2 separate regions of the Capra hircus genome follow, and region 1 is linked to region 2. A link is a contact called in public Hi-C data. All regions are on one chromosome and are shown on one strand. The core of a region is the stretch at or near the end of the contact, and the rest is flanking DNA. Distances in the headings are between cores, read along the strand shown. Region 1 overlaps LPIN2 (phosphatidate phosphatase LPIN2). Region 2 overlaps LPIN2 (phosphatidate phosphatase LPIN2).

Region 1 (3,360 bases), core at 293-2,792, 35 kb before region 2:
GTTAAACACACGTTCTGGCCCAGACATAAGCATGTCTGTATGTGTGCCTCTGTCCATGGAGATTTCCGATGCCTGTCCAAGGGTTGGTGTTAGCCTTCTTTCTAGGAAGCTGTATTTTTAGAAGCCTCCCAGGTGTGATGATGACTCAGACTCCAGGATACGAATCTGTGGGTGCATATGGACCCGAAGGCTCTTGTGGCTTTGAGTACTTGGCACTGATAGACGGTCTTCAGCTGGGTAAATCATCATTTCCCGTCCTGGCTTAGTCGTCGCTTCTTACTCTGAAAAGAATTTTTATGCTACTCTTAGCCCTTGTAACTAAGGGATCTCAACCTCTTAGGAGTGGACATCCCAGGTTCTTGTAGTGGAGTAGAAATAGGTCTGGTTTCACAGCTCATGTTCATCGGAGAACCTGAGCACACCTGAGGGAAATGTGTGTTAATAAACATATAGACCACGCAAACAAAAGACAGTTGCTCTGAATTTCACTAAAGCCAGATTTGTCCTAATCCTTGGTTTTCTTTTCAGTAAGGCAGTCTGCATCCTTTTTCTAAAGTGCAGCTCGCTTTCTAAAGCAGGTCTTGTCTCTGTCAGACTTTATGAGGATAAACCCTTCAGGGTGGGGTTGTTGAGGATGTTGGGGTTGTGGACTTCAGGCCTCCACATGCTTGCCAGTTTAGCAGCTGTGAAATCAGTGAAGTGGTTGCAATGAGTGACCTTCAAATCTCGCTGGGGTTGTTCATCTGCCTTGTTTCCCCCTGAACTTAACCAGGTACCGTGTGATGCAAGTGGAGTGCCTTTCAACTCGGATAGTAATGCTTTGGGACAGGTTGAAAATGTGAACTTGCTTTATCTGTGATATTAACTAAGCTTCTGTGAAGCCATGAGAGGAAGACAAATTAAGTTTAACATGTCTTTCTCTAGACCTCCAAACTCCAAGAATATGTTCATTTGTTCCCATCTCACAGCTGTAATTGCATCTGCAGAAGATTCCTGATGCTACTTCCTGACTTCTAGGCCAGTGAGTAAATGGAAAGAACTGTAGATAGTCCGGTATTTGAAAGGAAATTGTGTCCTGCCAACATCTGGACTAAAGTGATGCTCATCACTGAGAATGCCACATATGGTATATAAAGAAACTTGCTAAGGTTGTGTGTCTTTCATATGTGAAAGCAAGCTAGACAGTTTTCCTGCTTCATTTTCAGTTGCTTATAGTTATCAGTGATGACCACCAAAACAGGTTAGCCACGAAGTTTTTTCCTTAGCCAGGAAATTTTAGGGTGAGAACATATTCCTTAAACATAGATTTACAATCATAATGTAATCAAATCTTTAAAGCCACTCCTAATAAAGAGCTTTAACATTTTTCACATAGCATGGGCAGAACGGTGACCTCCTGAAAGCACTTGTGAAGTCCCTTCTTGTGCATAGCTCTGAACATTACGTACGCTTGGCATTGCTGTGCTTAGGAGCGTGTGGCCCCAGGACTCAGGAGCCTGGGCACCTGAGGCAGACATGCCTGAGCTGCGGTCTGTGCTGTCGCTGTGTCGTGGTTTGACTTCAGGTACGTTGGCTGTTTTTTTCCGAGCCCCACGTCTTGCTGGTAGAACGCATGTAACACTGCCTGACCTGCCCGTGCGAGCTCAGCGAGAGGAGGTGTGTGAAGTGGCGTTTGGGAGGGTAAATGTCAGTGTGCCTGCCCTTCACCCGATCGCTTCCCCACTGCCCACATGAGGAAGAACACTGAATTATAGCTTATGTTATGTGTGGCTTCTCAAGGATGTGTGTAGTTCAGAATGTTAGGGCACGAACAAATGAAGAATTTGAATTTTCCCCAGTGTAAGTGAATCGAAGTAACTCACGCATATGAATGAAAATCCTAACTCATGAAACGGTTCAATTATTACCACTTTGTAAAATGATTTATGGAGGGATTTATTTTATTAGCAGACTCCCCTGGGTGCACCAAAGGTATCTTTAAAACAATACCACTCCTAAGTATTTATCCAAGGGAAGCGAAATTATGTCCATACCAAAGCCTGTTCAGTTCTAGTAGCTTCATTTGTTCGTAGTCTCCCCAGACTGGAAACAACCCAGAGTTTCTCAATTGGTGGATGGATAAACAAACTTTAAGACATCCTTACAGTGGGATGCTACTCAACAACAGCAAAGAATGAACTGCAGATCCCTGCAAGAATGCTAGTCAGTCTCAATACATGATGCTAAATGGAAGAAGCTGTAGTCCGAAGGGCATGTACTCAGTGGCTCCATCCATGAAACATTCTGGAAAAGCCAAGATTATAGGGACAAAGAACAGGTCATTGGTTGGCTTGGGGTGGGGTAAAAGGATGGGCTACGAAAGGGCGTGGGGGCATTTGAGGCAGCAGTGCAGTTCTGTGTCTTGACTTTCTTGATTGTAGTGACTTTTTCATGGTTGCATGGTTAAAGCTGTATACTCTGAAAGGGTTAATTTTACTCCTTGCAAAGTACACGTCACTTTTAAAATCTATTTTGAATAGTTCAAAGTACAGCTATATTTCATAGCAGAGTTGGCATAAACATTTAGCTGTTTTTCATGTATTGATAGGTATAACCATTACACAAGGGTTGGCTAATATCTTTCATGATTAATTATAAACAGAATCCTAAACTCAGCACATATCTTAATGAATTTACTTCCACACTTCTCTCTCTCGTGACATTCCGATCTCTCACCTCAGGGACAGGTAGATGAGAGCTGGCCATACTGCACCCGTGGCAGGAAGAGTGAGAACGAGTTGCCAGAAAGCTGCGTTGCTTTGTGGTTTGAGGAGTAAAGGGGAAAGCGGTGAGGAGAGAGACGCGGGAGTGAGAAGCGTTCCGTTCTGGAGCTGTGGGTGTGAAGCACATTCGGTCAGGGGGGAGGTGTGAAGGTTGAGGAAAGTCCTTGGGGCCTCCTTGTCCTCATGTGCTGCTTGCCACTGATTTTGTTACGTGAAGTCGAAGGATAGGTGTCAGATTGAGCCTGTAGTTCCCCTTGTGTGTGCTCAGTCACTCAGTGGTGTCTGACTCTTTGTGACCCCGTGGACTGTAGCCCTCTAGGCTCCTCTGTCCATGGGATTCTCCAGGCGAGAACACCGGAGTAGGTTGCCACTTCCTTCTCCAGGGGATCTTAGCTACCCTAGCTTTGTTGGCAGTTTTCTGGAAGGAAATGAATGCCCCGGGTACATTGCTGAGCCTCAGGAAAATGAAACTACCGTGGCCGGCCGTTCACCGTGACGGCTGCGCCTTGTGGTGTTGGGCGCTTTCCTGTAAATGGTCTGTCTGCTAGAAAAGGACGAACTAAGTGTGTCCTTTGTCATCTGCTTTCTGTGACCGTCT
Region 2 (3,265 bases), core at 664-3,163:
ACAGCCCACTGTTGAGTTGGTCGGCGTCTTCCATGTATTCAGCGGGGGCGTCAGTCAGGGTCACACCAGCTGCTGTAACTAGTAAAACTCACGACCTCGGTGGCTTGACCACAGCAAGTCATTTCTTGCTCATGTGATGGTGTTGGTGGGGGCCTTGCGCATGGGGGCCCCAGAGCACCAGCCCCTCCCATCCTGAGGCTCCCCTGTCCCCATGGGGCCTCGACAGGGAAAGGGGAGGGCCGCTGGGGGCGCAGTTTTCTGGGGCCCGGCTTGGGAAGGAGGCGGCACATGCCTTCTGTCCATAGGGACAGCACAGTCGTCTGATCACATGGCTATACCTGACTGCAGGGGCCGCCCATGTGCCCAGGAGGGTGAGCACGAGGTGCTTGTTTCACCCCGAGGTCAGCCTTGCTGGAGCCCCAGCACAACAGCCGGCGCTTGCCGCCTAGGTGGCCTTGGCTTTTTCACCGTCTCCGGTTAGCAGCACGTTCTGTTGATCCGATTACTCTCAAAACTGTGGTGTGGGTGTGCATCGCCCAGTCCAACACCAGCATCTCCTCTTCAGAGGCTCAAGTGCAAAACGTTAGTGTTTGCAACGGCTTTCTATTTATGACTTAGCTGTACTGTGCTGCCACCTACTGCTCAAATTTCAGATTTTCTTTTAAACATCATATAACTTCATGAGATGACATGCATTTATGTACTGGCTTTTAAAAAAATAAAATAACTCTAAAAGTATCCGTTCAGAAGGTGTAGAGTAGGAAGCATTCATGACTAAGAGATGTAAGGTGTCATTTCCATGTCCTTTTCCTCTCAAATTTATGCTCCATTACAAAAAGTTTCCTTTAGGATCAGCTTCTAAAACCTGGCTTCCACGCCTTGTTTAGAAAACTGAAAACGTTGAGTAACCTCAACTTTGGTTCTGAGGCTCACCAGTGTAGGAACAGTTTATTTCTGGTTTCTTGGTGCATTTCTTTCTTGAGGTGTGTCCAGCCTCCTGAGAACTTTTACTTGGTTAATTTCTTCGTTTTGTTTTCATGAGGTAATAAATGAATTTAGAAAAGCCTTGTTTTTAACAATAATACCCTCTTGGACTACAGCAGTTTTCTCCGAGAGGAGTATAGTACCACAGCCTTTTGTAGGAAGTTAAGATCAGAAGGTTTCCAGACATCAGGTTTTTCTTACCCTGTCATTTTGTCATGTAAATGAATGCTTGTAACTCTTTCATCCCTTTGATAAGTCAGAAGGGCCATCATCGATGGTTCGCGTGACTGTGAGCGATCGGTGTGTGCGTGTTTACTGTGTTCAGTTAATTCCTCAGCAGCACTGTTGCGTTGTCTCAGTGTTGTCTAGGATAGGGTCTGAACACTGCCTAAGCGAAGCCGCGTCCGGGGCAGGGAGCCCTGAGCTTGGCCATCAGGCTCAGGGCAGGGGTGTGATGGCCGGTGCCTTTCTCCCTGCAGTGAGTCGGAGCCCGGCTCCCGGCAGTGGCCCGAGTCCGACACGCTGTCCGGCTCCCAGTCCCCCCAGTCGGTGGGCAGCGCGGCAGCCGACAGCGGCACCGAGTGCCTCTCGGACTCCGCCATGGACCTGCCCGACGTCACCCTGTCGCTCTGCGGTGGCCTCAGCGAGAACGGAGAGATCTCCAAAGGTGGGTGGGCAGCTTCGTCCGCCCTGGGTGGTGAGCCGTGCCGGGAACGCAGCCCTGGGGTCTCATGGAGGTGGCGGGGTCTCCCTTGGACGTCAGACTTTTCGCCCCTCATTTAGGTGCCTTGGGTTGGGGTGACCCCGCGTGTCGGTGGGTGGGAGAGCTGTGAGCCTAAGGACAGGTTCTTGGGCTGCCCCATGTACTGGGCGGCCAGGGTCAGCTCAGCCCCAGCTGCCTTCTCTTCTGTGAAGTTGCTGGAATAATTGTAGGGCTGGGACCTGGCAGCCCCGAGCCTGAGACATGAGAGGAAGGCCTCACGTTGCCAAAGCTGTCTGCTGAGTGAAATGGTCTTTCTGGCAAAAGTAGCAGGGGTTACTCTGTCCGAGAGTTGGCCCAGGAGAGTCAAGTCACTCATGAGAAGGGGGTTGCTTAGCAGGGCTGGTTCCAACAACCCTGTGGGACTTGAGCACCTGTGTGTCCGACTGTCCTAGCCAGTTCTTTGGCCTTTTCTGGTCTTACCTCCTTTTGTAAACTGAGCTCTTCATGTTTTCTCATGTTTGGCTGGTGGCCCTTGATGGATTTTCCTCTAAGGAAAGATTTTCTGACTAACGTCATCCTTTGTCTTGTGTGTGTGTGGCAGGCTGGGTTGCCCGGGACCTCTCGGCTGGGACTCCCTAAATCTTCTTCTTCTTCTTGGGGTCATGGGGTGATCGTTTTTCCATCTTTTAATTCTGTTTACTTTTTGCAGGAAATTGAGTGTGTTATGGCCAGTGGTTCCTTCTAGGGACGAAGTTAGGTCACGTTATAATCCTCTTAAGCCCTCCCTTTAAAAGTAGAGGTGGAGGAGGGGACATACAGTTTATGTAAAACTGTAAAATTTAACTTAAAAGACTAAATGGCAAGTAAACAGTACATAGATGACCAGGAGGAACAGTCCCAGTGAGAGTTTGCTCTGTTGTTAGAGTTTGCTCTGACTTAAAGGATCGCCTCTGGGAATGGGACAGAAAGTCATGCTTGACCCTCATCTGTCGTGCAGGAACTTGGGATTTGTTTCTTCTTGAGAGACCCTCAGCCAAATTCTGCTGTGTTGGGTTTCTCCGTCCAAGCCCTGTAAGATGCTTGGGTTGTTTCCTCACGTAGCTGCACTTGTGCACTTACGGCTGCAAGACCCCAGGAGTGTTCCCCGGCTATGCTGTTAAAAGTTGCCCACCAGTCCAGGGTTTCACGCCTGCTTATGAGAATGAAACTGAGCAGTTTCCGCTGGTTGTGGAGCTGAGTGTGTGTGAACCCGGGCCTTCACATCTCCCTCCCTCTCACAGCTGTCATCTGTTTGCCTCAGAGTCCCTAGCTTATCCCTTTCTCCTGTTTTTTTTTGTTTGTTTGGTTTTGGGTTCTGTTTTTTCACTGCTATGGAAAGAGTGGTAGACGAGGGGCCGTAGAAAAGAAGTGGTTTGTTTTTCTTGTCCAGGAAAAAAACCACAAACATCTGCCATTTGCTGTTGATTCTCCTAGAAAAGTTAGTTGTTGGGTTTTTTGGTTTGTTTTGAAGTACTTTTTTGATCCTGTGGTCACTTCAGTATGGAGAGAGTATTGTAATAAGCCCACATGGATGTTTAT

What was found. Hi-C and Micro-C count contacts between places; a contact is called where the count stands out from the background.
Region 1: a Hi-C map of blood shows a contact between it and region 2, with 1.7 times the contacts expected there. The contact joins two enhancer-like sites. A contact is called at or near these places in 2 of 5 Hi-C or Micro-C datasets (blood and liver).

Annotation. Positions count from the first base shown.
Region 1 is chr24:37,560,968-37,564,327 of ARS1.2, reverse strand. The region is part of intron 1 of LPIN2 (phosphatidate phosphatase LPIN2); the gene reads left to right. Among named protein-coding and RNA genes, the nearest start is that of LPIN2, 50 kb to the left of the region's middle. Within about 2 kb of position 1,542, at least 1 of the 5 cell types and tissues checked has an H3K27ac peak or open chromatin away from gene starts, as enhancers often do.
Region 2 is chr24:37,526,914-37,530,178 of ARS1.2, reverse strand. It overlaps LPIN2 (phosphatidate phosphatase LPIN2), which reads left to right. Exons shown (of 20, transcript XM_005697070.2): 9 at 1,464-1,651. Among named protein-coding and RNA genes, the nearest start is that of EMILIN2, 73 kb to the right of the region's middle. Within about 2 kb of position 1,913, at least 2 of the 5 cell types and tissues checked have an H3K27ac peak or open chromatin away from gene starts, as enhancers often do.